3 separate regions of the Mus musculus genome follow, and all the other regions are linked to region 1. A link is a contact called in public Hi-C and promoter capture Hi-C data. All regions are on one chromosome and are shown on one strand. Each heading gives the region's core, a stretch centred on a gene start, on an enhancer-like site or on the middle of the called end of the contact. The rest is flanking DNA. Distances are from core to core; before and after follow the strand shown. Region 1 overlaps Rpgrip1 (retinitis pigmentosa GTPase regulator interacting protein 1). Region 2 holds the start of Mettl17 (methyltransferase like 17). Region 3 holds the start of Arhgef40 (Rho guanine nucleotide exchange factor (GEF) 40).

Region 1 (4,662 bases), core at 1,355-3,854:
GGATGGTAATGAATGTCTGTACACTTAGTACTCAGGAAACAGGCAAGAGAATTACAATTTTTTTTTTTTTGGTTTTGTTTTTTGTTTTTTTTTTTGAGACAGGGTTTCTCTGTATAGCCTGGCTGTCCTGGAACTCACTTTGTAGACCAGGCTGGCCTCAAACTCAGAAATCCGCCTGCCTCTGCCTCTGCCACCACGCCCGGCCTGAGAATTGCAATTTTGAGGCTAGCCTGGATTGCATAAAAGAGCTCAGAAAACAGTGGCGGAAGCAGGGGACAAAGGAGAAATGACAGGGCAGGGAGGAGGCTCAGTGTGGTTCACACCTGTAATCTCAGCACTTGGAAGGCTGAAGCATGTCAATCTCTGTGAGTTCAAGGCTATCCTGAGTTCAAGGCTATCCTGATTTACACAGTGAGTTCAAGGACAGCCAGAGGGGGGAAATAATACAAAAAAAAAGTAACACAGAACACTAGTTCTGTGAACACTAGTTGATTAATATTTTCCTTTTTGTTGTTTTGTTTTGTATTTGTTTGTTTTAGACAGAGTCTCATTGTGTTGGCTGGCCTTGAACTCATAGAGATCTGTGTGCCCCTGCCTCCAAGTTCTGGAGATTAAAGGCAAAGTGCCACCTCACCCAGCTAATTGATGTTTTCTTCAGTTATAAGATTTGATCTAGCCAAGCAGCCAATCTGCCTCTGCACTCCAGAGGCAGATTTAGGCAGATCTCTGTGAGTTCAAGTTCCAGGTCAGCCAGGGTTACACAGAGACGAATCTAAATAGATAGATAGATAGATAGATAGATAGATAGATAGATAGATAGATAGATAGATAGATAGACAGACAGACAGATAGATAGATAAGACATGACTTAATATAATATGTTTAAATTGGCATTAACAACACAAAGCTAATAGTCTTACATATAAGGAAGTACAAATCAGAGATACCGTTAAATCATAGGGGAAAGGTAGAGGTAGGGATAGGCAATTCTCAGAAGAAATAATGTGGGCTGCGGAGATGGCTCAGCGATTAAGGAGCACTAGCTGCTCTTCCAGAGGTCCTGAGCTCAATTCCAGCAACCACGTGGTGGCTCACAACCTATAAGGAAGCCTGATGTCCTCCTTTGCAGGCATATACATACGAATGGCGCATTCACATAAATAATCTTAAACAAATAATAAAATCTTAAAAAAAAAAAACAGTACAGCTAAGTGGTATGCGTGGGAAAGCTGTTCAGCTTTGGCAGGAATCTGCACAGAAAGTGAAAACAAATGAACCCGCAGATGTAGGTAAGGGTGCTTACCCTGAGAGTCCTTGAGTCTAAGCCATGAGGATTCAGTGCAAGGGAGGACTGCCCGTTTATTTGGCAGCAGTCTTACCAGACTCAGGGTGTGGTAAACTCGCCCCCCACCCCCACTACTTCCCTGTACTCTAGGGCTGTGCTCATGAGGGAACCTGCTCTTCCCAGAAAGGAGCACCGCTTCACTGAGCTCCATGTGTGCTGATGTCGTGCCCTGCCTTCTGCTTTAAGTCTCAGACTGTGGTGAGTTTGCTAGGGTGAGTCGTCTCTCTCCCGAGTGCATAGTGAGGAACCCTACTTCTTAAACTCAAGGTTGAGAGTGGATCCTGTTCTGTAGTGACCATCGGAACACACTGGCAACGCCTGCCCTGCCTCTGCCTACGTCCTTAAATCTCAACAAAGATTTTAGAGAGAGATCTCAGGAAAAGATGAGAGGAAATGCGTGACAAGGGTGCATTACCTGGCAAGACCTGCCGTAGGCTAATACGCACAGATTCACAAAATGACAGAGGAAAGGAGAGATTCACCAGCCTTGGGGTCAGTCACCCTCAATGACACTCTTCCAACCACCCGGAAGCACGGCTGCCCTGTGGAAATTCTCCAGAAAAAAAAATCAGAGATTTGCACTGAGCAGAAGAGGAAAGGAAGTTACAAACCAACCATGAGGTGAGAGAGGATGAGAGCAGAAAGAGAGAAAGTCAGGAGGATTGGGTCGCTGTTAGTCACATGACATCACCCAAGATGGAAACAAAGTACTAAGACTTGCCAGATGTTGGAAGGCCGTGGCTTCTTAAAATACCTTCCAGCTGTTTGATGCGGCTGTTCTTGAAGTCCAGGAGGTGATTCAGCCGCTCCAGTTTCTCTTCGTGGTCCCTGTTTTCCCTGTCAGCTTTTGTCAGTGTTGCCTCCAGCTCCTCCTGAAACAAAATAAGAACTGAACTTTCCTCTCTGTGTCGCAGAACCCAAGAGCCCTGACTCTAAAAACTGGACCTGGCTGGAGTAGGAAGATTGATGACCTCCTCAGCAGGGCAGGTTCCGCCCAGGAAGGAAGCTCAGGCTTTCTAAGACCCTTCACTCGCGGCTGCACCTGTGGCACCTTGGGTAATTGCGTCCCTAGGACTTTGGGGGAAAATGAACCCAGAAGTTTGGCACTTGCCGTTTTATGAGCTCCCCCTTAGCTGACTTCTGGGGCCAGGTGCCTGGGCATGTGTGAGTGAGTCCGGAGGCGCCTCCATAGGAAGGAAGCGCGTTGCTAACCACCAGCCCCAGACCCCAAGCCATGCTTGCTCCCGGGTGTGTGTGAGTCTCAGCTGCCCAGCTTCCTGGCCCATGCTCTGCACCTGATAACACATGTTGATTTTGCGCTGCAGAAGAAGCATATCTCTGGTTTTTTCCAGTTCCAGTGTGGTCTCTGCATGTGACACTTGCAGCTCGCTTAGCACCTGGGATAAGTCATTCTCGTCTTGAGCTTTTGGTTCACTGGACTAGACAGCGAAAAACATTGGTAAAAGCGGTTGGTGAGAGTTGTAAAACGCCAGCAACAATGTCTTCTCCAGAACGCACAAGATTTGTGCCACTTCACAAGGGCCCTCTTCCCCGTACTGCCCAGCCCCCAGTCAGTGTGTCACAGCAGAGTGGTGACAGTTTTCAAATGACAGTTTGGAGGCTAGCAGGATGGCTCAGACTTGAGCTGAGCAAGCTTGGTGACCCGAGTTCAGTCTCTGAAACCCACATAGAAGAGTTGGGAGAGAAACAACTCCACAAAGGTGTCCTCTGACCCCCCACAAATGTACCACGTGTGGCACATGCACCCACCCACAAAATTGTAACGAATAAAAGCAAAATGGCAGTTTGCCCTTCACGTGATCATTCCAAGTTCACACCTAAAGACTGTAGGGACAGGAGAGACAGCTCAGTGGTTAGGAGCACTGGCTGCTGCTTCAGAAAACCCAGATATAATTCCTAGAACCCATGTGGCAGCTCCCAATTGTCTATAACTCTAGTTTCAGGGGACTCAGTGTCCTCTTCTGACCTTCATGGGCACTGCACACATGTGGAACACACACATACATGCAAGCAAAGCACTCACATGCATAAAAATATATATAAATAAGTAAATCTTTAAAAACTAAACAAAGGGACTGGAGAGATGGGTCAATGATTAAGAGCGCCTATTACTCTTGGAGGACCCAGGTTTGGTTCCCAGCACCCACGTGGTAGTTCACAACCATCCATAACTCCAGTCCTAGAAAAATCTAATGTCCTCTTCTGGCTGCCATGGGCTCCAAGTACACACATGATATGCAGACATTCATGCAGACATAATACTCTCATATTAAATAAAAGATAAATACATCTTTTTAAAAAACACTTTCTACAAATACAACTTTTTTTATTAATGCATATGAGTGCTCTACTGCATGTATACCTGCAGGCCAGAAGAGGGACTCAGATGCCATTACAGATGGTTATGAGCCATCATGTGATCACTGGGAATTGAACTCAGGACCTCTGGAAGAGAAGAGCAGTCAGTGCTCTTAACAGCTGAGCCATCTCTCCAGTGCTAGTAAATACAACTTTAAAAATTTTTTGTTTCATATGCATCAGTATTTTGCTTGCATATATGTCAGATTCCTTGGAGATGGAATTACAGATAGTTGCTAGCCTGCTATGTTTGTGCTGGGAATTGAACTTGGGTCCCCTGGAAGAGCACTCAGTGTTCTTAACTGTTGAAGCATCTCTCCAGCCCTCCTTTTAAAAACTTTTTTTAAAAAAAAGATTTATTTATTTACTATATATGTAAGTACACTGTAGCTGTCTTCAGACACACCAGAAGAGGGCATCAGATTTCATTATGGATGGTTGTGAGTCACCATGTGGTTGCTGGGATTTGAACTCAGGACCTTCGGAAGAGCAGTCAGTGCTCTTACCTGCTGAGCCATCTCACCAGCCCTTAAAAACTTTTAATGAAAACTTATGAGCTCTAAGCACGGGGTACTGGGTGGGGCTCACTAAACCCTGCCTGTCAGCTGGCTCAGCACTTTTTAAATCCCATTCTCAATCAGGACAGAGTGTTGATCCTGTAGTTTTCCCCTGGGGGTTTCTGCCAGAAACCTCTCAGCAGAGTGACTGTTTACCTCTCTCTGATCTGTCTGTGGGAGTAGAGTGGGCTGAGCAGCCAGTTCACACAGCTCTTCTGGAGATGAGGCTACAGTGGCAGTTGACTGAAGGCTCTCTTCTTCCTGTTCATGCTGGTAAAGGATGTCGGTGTCTTGAAACTTCAGCTTTCCATCTTGAGCTGCTGAAAAAGAAATCCGGGGAACTGAACCCAGTTATTGGCAACCATAGTCAGCATTGAGCCA
Region 2 (4,662 bases), core at 626-3,125, 260 kb after region 1:
CCAACACTATCTTGTCTGTATATTATCTACCTAATAGTATCTAGACTATTAGAATAGTAGTTTAGTCAACTTAACCCATCCAAGTTTTGCGTCATAGTGAGCAGAAGCCTGATAAAAATGATTTTTTTTTTTTAAATATTTACTTCTTGTGTGCATATAGGTCCGAGTCAGTTCTCACCTTCACCCATTTGGTAGAAGGTCATCAGGTTTGGTGGTGAGTGCTTTTTTACTCTGTACCATCTCTCCTGTCCATGTGATAAAAATAAAAGCCAGGATAAGGGCACTTTTATAGACTTTTTCACTCTCTGACACTTAGGAGTGAGACATCTTCAATATTACCATAGAAAGGGGCTTGAAAATCCAAGTCTCCGGACTGTGTGGAGCTCTGTACCACTGGGCAAATTTCTACAAACACCTACAGTAGTGGCTTGAATGACAATGGCCCCATTTGCTCCCCAATGGCTCATCCGCTGGAATGCTTGGTCACCAGGGAGTAGCACTACGTGAAAGGATTAGGAGGTGGGCTTTGAGGTTTCAAAAGGCCATGAGAAGCCCAGAGTCTCGCTCTGTTCCTGCAGTTCCCGATGCAGATGCAGAACTCTCAGCTATTTCTTCAGCACCATGCCTGCCTGCATGCTGTCATGCTGACAACCGACTAAACCTCTGAAACTGTAAGCCAGCCCCAGTTAAAAGCTCTCTTTTCTAAGAGTTGCCGTGATTATGGTATCTCTTCAACAATAGAACACTAAGACACTACCCTGAACCAGGTACTGTGGGACGTGCAGGGAATACAAGAATAAAAGGCAAATTTACAATATGAAGTCCATAGTCTTAAAAATAATCTGAAATGTAATAATTTTCTATCCGAGGTGGGGTTTCGTGTTTACTGAACTGCCTGCCATATGGCCTTTACTTACCTGAATCAAAATATAGTCATAATCTCTTTGACTTGCAGCGGTGGAGGGGAAATTTTTTATAAAAAAACCCGAAAGACCAAAACTTCTGACCTTTACCCAATCTCCAAGGGCAACCTCTGGCCCAACCTACCTTCTTAGCAGGGCATCATCTAGTAGGGCTGTTACTACAGCATCAAATGAGAAACAGCAGTATTTATCTGAGAGATTTAAATTATTCTTTGATCCTAATTTCTCGTTGACATTTTAATCTGGTTTGCCTTTTAGTTTTAAGCCCTACCTTGTTTTTCCAGGAATTTTTTCTCAAGATACGCAGCCCGTCTTTGCAACTCCTCCGGCTCTACAGGTAAATGTCGGCTCCAGAGATAGTTGGTGAGTGCTTGCACCTGCTTCTCTACACTGCGCATGGGTCTCTCTGTGGTCACAGATGGAAAGGGTCATCGCTGCGTGCTGGCCTCGTTTGGTTTTATCTGGCTTCCCCTTCCCGCAGTTTCTCACCAAAAAGCATTAACTGTGCGGCGTCAGCCAGTGCTTGCGGCAGCTGGACGTGCGGAAGATGCAGGATGCCGGGATGCTTTCGATGGGGCTTCTTCCCCAGGAAATCCGACCCGTTGTCTACCTGGGACACACCGGGCACAAGGGCGGCGTATGCCTGCAGACAGCGAAAGAAACAGAATGGTTGCAGGTGCTTGCTGCCCGAGGCATCGCCGAGGTCGCTCCTCCTCCGAGAGATGTCTCTGGAAACCCAGTTCTCCGCCAGCAGAGGAAGATGCACTTACTCGGGACTGGGGTCCTCGAAGGCTGCGGCAGGATCTGCAGAACAGCAGCAGAAATCTCGGTGTCCTGGCGGTGGCCATGGCTTCAGGACACACCGGAAACGGAAGTACACATGCCTGTAACCCTCAGCCCAAGCAGCTAAGAGCATCTTCCGTGGAACTTCGACCCGGACGGTATCAACTAATGAGAAGAGGGAGTATTTGCTAACAGCCAATAAGCGACCTTATGTACCTTATGTACGTCTCTGCGAAGAAGGCCGTTCGTGGGAGGGGCTTAGCCTTCAGAAGGGGCGTGGTCTCAATGCTGAGCGTGGCTGCGGGCGAGACCAACCCGGCTTGGGCGTGTTTTGTGATGGGGAGGGATCAGTCTCACGGGTTAGGGGGGGCTAGTGGGGTAGGAGGGAGAGGGGTTGGGGGAGTAGGGAGATGGGGGCGGCGTGGAGGGGGAAGCAGTCTCACTGGGGTGGGGAGATAGAAGGGGACGTGGGGGGGTGGTAGGGAGTGGGACTTGGGAGGACAGAGGCGGGGGCAGGGCTGGGCGGGGGTGGGGGCAGGAGTGGGGCTGAGAGTGGGGTAGGCAGGTGAAAAGGAAAGTGTGGACTTTCTTTGTTTTCATTTGGTGCTGTAGAATTCTGAACCGTGGCTAGTTTCCCTTTGTGAGACGGGACAAGACCATAACAAAAATCAGATTTAGGCAGTCAACGATGAGCGCTAATAACTATTACAGTTTGCAAATTAATAAATATAAAAATTAGCTTACTTTTTTTTCACATTTGTTGTCTGCGAGTTTGCTCCAGGTTTTCTATCAAGAGCTTCCCACGTAGCACACCGAATTCCCGCCATCTTATTTCCACAAACATCTGTTGCTAACTTAATTTTTCACGTGGTTAATTTACCCAAGTTCATGAACTTAATAGGTGATAGCTGAATTAAGTGCTAGGGAGTCGAAAGTCAGAGTTACATTTTTAAACAATGCACCGTACTGGGTATTGTTGGTCCTTGAAATGCAAATGGAGAATTTTAAGCTAAATGTTCGAAGGGTTAATCAGTGTGTGTGTGGGGAAACAACAACAACAACAACAAAACCCCCCAAAACCTGGGGCTGGAGAGATGGCTCAGCGGTTAAGAGCACTGATTGCTCTTCTAGAGGTTCTGAGTTTAAATCCTAGCAATCACATGGTGGCTCACAACCATCTGTAAGGGGATTTGATGCCCTCTTCTGGCCTGTGGATGTATATGCAGCAGAGCACTCATACATCTTTAAAAAAAAAAAAAAAAAAGACTCATGGACCTGTAAATTCTTGGGTCCCGGCAGCAGTACTTTACCCAGCTGTGGTTTCCTCTTTAGCCTCTTGGGGGCAGAAGTTAGCTGACAGGACGAAGAGTACTCTATAGTCTTCAGTCCAATTAGAAAAGTTACAGGACCATATATGGGTATCTGTGTGAGCTGGATTCTTAGATGCTTGGTTTGTCTTATGTGGGTAGTAGAGGTTTGATTTTATCCAATGACTCTCTGGAGACTCGAGGGAGTGTGTATGTACGACAGCTGTGGAAAAGGTGTTACCTACTGCAGTCTTTTGAAAGTTTGCTTCGCCCTCCCCCCTTCCTCCCCCTCCCCTCCCACTCCCGCGCGCGCGCGCACAGACACAGACACACACACACACACACACACACACACACACACACACACACACACACACACACACACACACACACACACACACATAGAGCCCTGGTTGGCTGGCCTGGAACTCAATATGTAGATCCACCAACCTCTGTCACTCAAGTGGTTAGTTTGAAGGCCTGTGCCACCAATGCCCAGCCTATACTTTGCAGTTGTTATACTTTATTATTATTTTTCATGTTAAATTACTGGCTTGTGCTGAAACAATAAAATATCTCTGCCACTTACAGATCTGCCCTGATAGATTGATTGGGTTGATGTTGTTGTTGTTTTTGTGGGCAGGTGTCAGAGTATAGGATATGTATAACCTTCTAGGGTCTGGCATTTGGTGGTCAGTTGATTCTGGAGCAGTGACAGTTGATGCCTTTAAAGCCTTGTTATAATGATTAAATGTGATAATGTCTGGATCAAAGTAAACCGACAAACTTATGTTACTATTTTTATATGTACTTTGGCAATTCGAAGAGACATGACTTTATATTTAAATTGTTATACTTCATCCATATCATTTAAAAAAAGCCAGACATGAAAGAACAACAGTTTGGATGCCACATGAGACTGAACGCTGAGGAATGGGACGAAATCAGAGACTTGATGGTGTCTGTGAAGGACATTCCTTTGTTCCCTGTCAAACTGATAATAGAGACGTGCCTTCCTTTTTTCCTGCTAATGGCCTAATAGACATCCTTCCTTTTCATTGGGAATGTAACATCTCAAGAGCTGACGGTGGTGGTTTGAATGAGACGGAGCCTCACAGGTGGTTTGAATTCCTTGATCCCAGTTGGTGGAACTTTGGGAAGGATTGGGAGGTGTGGCTTTGTTGTAAGAAGTGTGTCACTAGGGGTGGGCTTTGAGGTTTCAGAACTCTGGACTCATTCTCACTGTGCTTCCTGCCTTCTGCTTGCAGTTCCAGATGTGAGCTCTCAGCTGTTCCTGATACACTGCTGCTCCAAAAGCATTGCCTCTAATCATTTGGAATCACTGGCCCCCAATTAAACATTTTCTCTTATAAATTGCTAGTCATGGCGATTTACCACAGCAACAGAACAGTAACTAATACACTGATTTAGACCTATTTTTTTTTTTTTGAGACAGAATTTTACAACGTATCCCATGTTGGCTTTCAACTCACAGTCATGCCTCTGTCTCTGGGGTTCTGGGGTTCTAGGCAATGCTGCCGTGGTCTATTTTGTTTTTGATTGTTTTGAGACTTTACTATGTGATGCTGTAGATGTTTAAAAATCTCAAATTGGAGATTTTGGTCATTTAGTTCCCAGATAAAAGACGC
Region 3 (4,662 bases), core at 925-3,424, 160 kb after region 1:
ATGGATTCTCCCGAGCTCACCATCCAGATACCTTTATTGTAAGTGGAGGTATGCCCACTCACAAACTACTGCATCCTAGAGATAGTTGGTTGATAGGTGGGAAGAAAGAAGATGAGAAGACTGTGGCTATCTCAGGCCTTTATAGCATCCCTTTCTTTCATTCCCAGAACCTGTGGGATTGGCCACAATGAATCAAATGGTGGAGCCATTTGAAAGAAGATAAAGACATACCCAAAATTCTTGGAGAAGAGAGGAGGTGGTCTGATGCTATGTATTCCAGTTTTTTTTCTTTCTTTTTCTAGTTCCAGAGGGTTCTGTCTGATAACCTGTCTCAAAGACTAAGTCGTGTCCCGTACTGACCAACTCCCTAAGTGAATCATTCATTGGGCTACGTTTCTTCACTCACTTCCTAAACAACAACTCTGGGGTCTACTTCTTTGCATGTCCATATCTCTCTCAAGATGGCTTTTTAAGTTCCGTTTATCAGATGTCTTTGCTGTAAATGAGGAAAGTATTTTGCAGTATTTATTTCTCTACCTCTCTTTGCATTTACTAGCTCTCTACCCATTGCAGACGGTTCTGCTTCCACCCCAAGACAAAAATTACTTATTTTACTCTGAAATCTCTCCAGCCAGAGTTGCTTAATCCCGGCTGTTTGGGAAGATTAGGGTATTCAGACACCCCAGAGACCAGCATTCTGTGTTATCAGAGCCCAAACTTGGCTCCAAGGTGTGGGCGAGCAGACAGACCCTCAGTGTTCTCAGGACTGTGTACGTGGGTGGGAAGAAGGGTAGGGGTGAGGTTGGGTGGGCCCGAGCTCCGAAGTTAGGATCCGGGGAGCTACTGCTTGAGCAGCGAAGCAGCTGCAACCCATTAGGGGCGGTGAGCTCATGGCTGAACAAGAGTCGCAGCCACAGGAAACGGCCTCGGCAGGAGGGGAGGAGGGGTCTGGAGCAGGCGGAGGTGGGCAGGAGCCCAAGACACCAGGCCTCTGGTCGGCTGGGACCAAACGACGGGCGAGACTGAGTCAGCGCTCACTGGCCTAGTTCCTGTCTTGCTCCAACCCTCTGAGCAGGGTGATGCTTCCCAGACTCTCCGTAGACATTGCCCTGGCAGGGCCTCTCCCCCTCCTCCACTCTGCAATGAGCATTATAGGCTGCACCCGCCTGGGCAGTGGGCGCTCTCCCCGTAGTACTTCATAGTACTTCTGGCCGGAAAGTTCCGGGCTTAGTGTTCACTCTGGTTGACATGGGCTTCTGGTACCCTGAGCTGCTGCTCTCCGAGCCTCTGCTCTACAGGATTCCATCCAGATCCCTCCCTGCAGCGACAGTGCTCTGAGGCAGGCACTGTCAGGAACAGCTCAGTTCCCTGCAGCTGCATGAACCTCGGGGAACTTTGTCCCAAAAACTATGGTTTTGGCTCTGGCAACGTCACGCCCATTGGTACTGCGGAACACCCCCTACCCACCCCCAAACAGCCCCCTTTCTGTGAGGGAATTTCCCTTTGGACATGCCCTTTGGCCCTGGCCCAGCCACAGCTGTGGCTAGTCCCTCAGGGCCGGATGGGTGGGCCCATCTCACCGGGTTTGGGGACTGGGATGGAAAATGGTGGTTCCAGGCAGGTCAGTTCTCATGACCCAGGACAGTGCCCTTTCAAGGGCTGCCGCCAGACCAACTCGCAGAGGGTCTCCAGGAGTGAAAAACTGAGATAGGGAGGGGGAGGGAAAACTCAGCAAAAGAAGACTGGGTAGGACCAAAAAGACCGGGGGTGGGATGTGTGCAAAGACCATCGAAGGATGGGGAGGTGGCACAGAAGAAAGAAAGGGTCATGGCAATACTCGGTAGGGACTGAGCAGGCAGCAGGACCGCAGATCGAAGAAAAGAAGGGGGGATGGGAGGGTGGAGAGTCTCCGAAGCGCCAAGGAGCGCTAAGCGGGCACAAGAGGCACGGGGCTGGGGGCCCGGAGCGGGCTGCGCGAAGGCCGAGGGGACACCGGGGTGCTTCGCGGGACTCACCATGGCTCGGCGTCGGGAGGTGTCCCACTCTCCGGCGGGCGGGCGGGGCGGGTGAGCCACCGCCTCCCTCCGGGCGCTCAGTCTCGCCGGGTCTAGCTGCAGGACAACTCGCGCGGCGACCGCGGCTCTCCCCGCTCGTTCGGCAGCCCAGGCCGCGGGGGCCCCGCCAGGGAGGGCCGAGACGGCCGCCTGCACCGCCCCGCCCAGCCCGGGACCCCAGCCGAGAAGCCCCCCCAACCCTGGCCACAAGCCTCGCCTCCGCTCCCCTGGCTGTCTGCTGCCAGCCCGCCCCGCCCCCTCCGAGAACCGCCCAGCTGAGGACGCCCCGGGTTTCCCGCGTCTTCTTCGCTCTGCGGGATCAGTTCAGCCTCAGCTCGGGACCCTGCAGGGGACCCGCCTAGGTCCCAGGTTGCCCGGCGGCCAAAAGCCTTCTTCCATCTCTAGGGTCCATGACACATCTCCGGTCCGTGGCAAGGCTTGGCAAGGTCCTGGGGCCCAGGTCGATCCACAGCCTTTAGTTCCCTTTAGGTAGAGCTGAAGGCCGGGAAATTAGGGTATTCCCCCAAGCCTTGGGCGTTTGCCCGCCCTTCTTCCCCTTCCACCTTCTTGGGTCTCAAGGCTCCATGAGACTACAATGGGCTCCTGTGTGCAGCCTGGGGAGGGCGGGGGATGAGGGGAATTACGAAGTAAAGGCTTGGCATGTGGGGTGGGGGGATATGTGTCACGGCTGAGAGGCCAGGGCCCCGGGATCAGGATCCCTCTGTAGGGTCTGGGGGCGTTTGCGGAGTTGCTCCACGCTGCCTTTGCCTTTTTCTCTACCTTAGACCCCTGTTGCTCTGCGGTTAGAGAAGGGGAAGCAACAGTTCCCGGATTAGACCCCACGCTTTAGTACTGATGTCAGATCTTTCCTTCTTGTTGCAGGGCGATAGTGGCCCATATGCTAGGGCTTTTGGCAGTGACTATTATCTTACACTTCAGACAAAAGGGGCTAGGCTCCTTTAATTTTTTTTTTTTTTTGCCTCACCTACAAACTCGAGTATCACTTCTACATGGAAGTGAAGGCCGAGTGGGGTCTCTCAAAAAGGCTTGAGGAACCGCAGCACATCAAGGGGTTGCCCTGCCTGTCTCTGAGTCACAGACTGGTCCAAAAGGTGGACATTTGGGAGGCGATCTGAAAGGTACTCATTTCCCAGAGAGATCGTGAAGGTGTTGGCATTGCAGTTAGAGGGTAAAGTTTATTTAGAAGACGTGTGGTAGTGGATACAGTCGATGAGGCTTGGAGCAGGAGGAGAAGAAAGGGCCTCCATGACAGGCTCTTTTCATCTTAGGATGCTACATTCTGCCCCTTTTCCTGTGGGTCTGGAGAAGGGAGAAACTTAATTCATGGGGATGACACGAGCCCTCTGGTTCATAGGGTTAAAAAAGAATCTCAAGCAGGGAAAACCCTGTGATTAACCGGCAAGAACTGTGGAGCTATCTCCAACCTTCCAGTTAAGGTAGACTCTTCAGTCTCCTTGTTATTAATGACCAAGAGAGTGAGATTTTACTACCCCCTGGTGTCTGCCTGGTAAATACTGCCCAGCAGCAGGTTGTAGAGGCCTTCTAGGGAAGTTTTTTTTCAGAGGATTTTCTGTAAACCTTACTCATCAAATCTAGTTCACCCATTCTCGGTCTGGAACGATTGAACCTTCCCTTATTGGAACTTAAGATTCCTTATGCTCAAATCATTTGGTAGAATCCAGGGACACCCATAGCTAGGCAGTGAGATATAAACATATATCATGGGAAAAAAGATCCATTCAAAAGCTTTGAACTGGTGGCGTGAAGGAGTTTGGATTTAGGTTCTGAGATATAAGTTATCCCTTCTTACCATGAGTTTCAGTACATGGTGTGTGCTTACAGTGGTTAACAGCCCTTTCTCCGTAGGGAACTCTTACCTACCAGTGTGCATACAATGCAGTCTGAGTTGGTGTGTGCTCTTTGGTAGGTGATGTGAAGGGATAGCATAAAGCAGAGATAGAGAAGATACCAAGCTAACAGGTCCTCTCCTGCATCACAGATACTTTTCAATGTGGTTTATATATTTTTATTTATTATTTATTTTTATTAGATTTTTTCTTTATTTACATTTCAAATGCTATTCTGAAAGTTCCCTATACCCTCCCTCCGCCCTGCTTCCCTACCCACCGACTCCTGCTTCTTGGCCCGGGTGTTCCCCTGTACTGGGGCAAATAAAGTTTGCAAGAACAAGGGCCTCTCTTCCCAGTGATGGCCGACTAGGCCATCTTCTGATACAAATGCAGCTAGAGACACGAGTTCTGGGGGTACTGGTTAGTTCATATTGTTGTTCCACCTATAGGGTTGCAGACCCCTTCATCTCCTTGGGTACTTTCTCTAGCTCCTCCATTGGGGGCCCTGTGTTCCATCTTATAGATGACTGTGAGCATCTACTTCTGTGGTTTATATATTTCGAGTTCTTTCGAACCTAGAAAATTCCTACATATTTCATAGAAGAAGACATTTCATTTTATTGAAATGATGTAACTTTGAATATATACTGTACAGTACTTGGGAAAGCCAGGGCTTGTGTCCAGCTGTCTGACTCCACATTTTCACTCTTAACCAAGTTGTAAGTTATAGTAGTTTA

What was found. Promoter capture Hi-C pulls out the DNA fragments that hold promoters and counts their contacts. A called contact is a pair of places that touch in the nucleus more often than the background predicts.
Region 2: a contact with region 1 is called in a Hi-C map of CD8 T cells, with 3 times the contacts expected there. The contact joins the promoter of Mettl17 here to the enhancer-like site in region 1. A contact is called at or near these places in 10 of 39 promoter capture datasets (the HPC-7 cell line, cranial neural crest, embryonic stem cells and 3 more), 5 of 484 Hi-C or Micro-C datasets (CD8 T cells, the G1E-ER4 cell line, differentiating embryonic stem cells and 1 more), 6 of 115 datasets of contacts at active chromatin or transcription factors (bone marrow-derived macrophages, embryonic stem cells, epiblast stem cells and 1 more) and 3 of 9 other capture datasets (adipose tissue, liver and pancreatic islet).
Region 3: a promoter capture Hi-C map of the HPC-7 cell line shows a contact between it and region 1. The contact joins the promoter of Arhgef40 here to the enhancer-like site in region 1. A contact is called at or near these places in 8 of 39 promoter capture datasets (the C10 cell line, the HPC-7 cell line, cranial neural crest and 5 more), 1 of 115 datasets of contacts at active chromatin or transcription factors (memory CD8 T cells) and 3 of 9 other capture datasets (adipose tissue, liver and pancreatic islet).

Annotation. Positions count from the first base shown.
Region 1 is chr14:52,138,678-52,143,339 of GRCm38.p6, reverse strand. Rpgrip1 (retinitis pigmentosa GTPase regulator interacting protein 1) reads right to left here. Exons shown (of 25, transcript NM_023879.3): 12 at 4,438-4,601; 13 at 2,641-2,784; 14 at 2,067-2,217. Among named protein-coding and RNA genes, the nearest start is that of Rpgrip1, 30 kb to the right of the region's middle. Within about 2 kb of position 2,604, at least 111 of the 459 cell types and tissues checked have an H3K27ac peak or open chromatin away from gene starts, as enhancers often do. A contact at or near this core is called in CD8 T cells, the HPC-7 cell line, bone marrow-derived macrophages and 2 more, where this site is marked.
Region 2 is chr14:51,882,055-51,886,716 of GRCm38.p6, reverse strand. It overlaps Mettl17 (methyltransferase like 17), which reads right to left and starts at 1,875. Exons shown (of 14, transcript NM_001029990.1): 1 at 1,694-1,875; 2 at 1,413-1,566; 3 at 1,195-1,329. The coding sequence starts at 1,771.
Region 3 is chr14:51,982,345-51,987,006 of GRCm38.p6, reverse strand. It overlaps Arhgef40 (Rho guanine nucleotide exchange factor (GEF) 40), which reads right to left and starts at 2,174. Exons shown (of 24, transcript NM_198249.4): 1 at 2,016-2,174. The coding sequence starts at 2,018. Gm16617 (predicted gene, 16617) reads left to right here. Exons shown (of 3, transcript NR_045728.1): 3 at 168-618.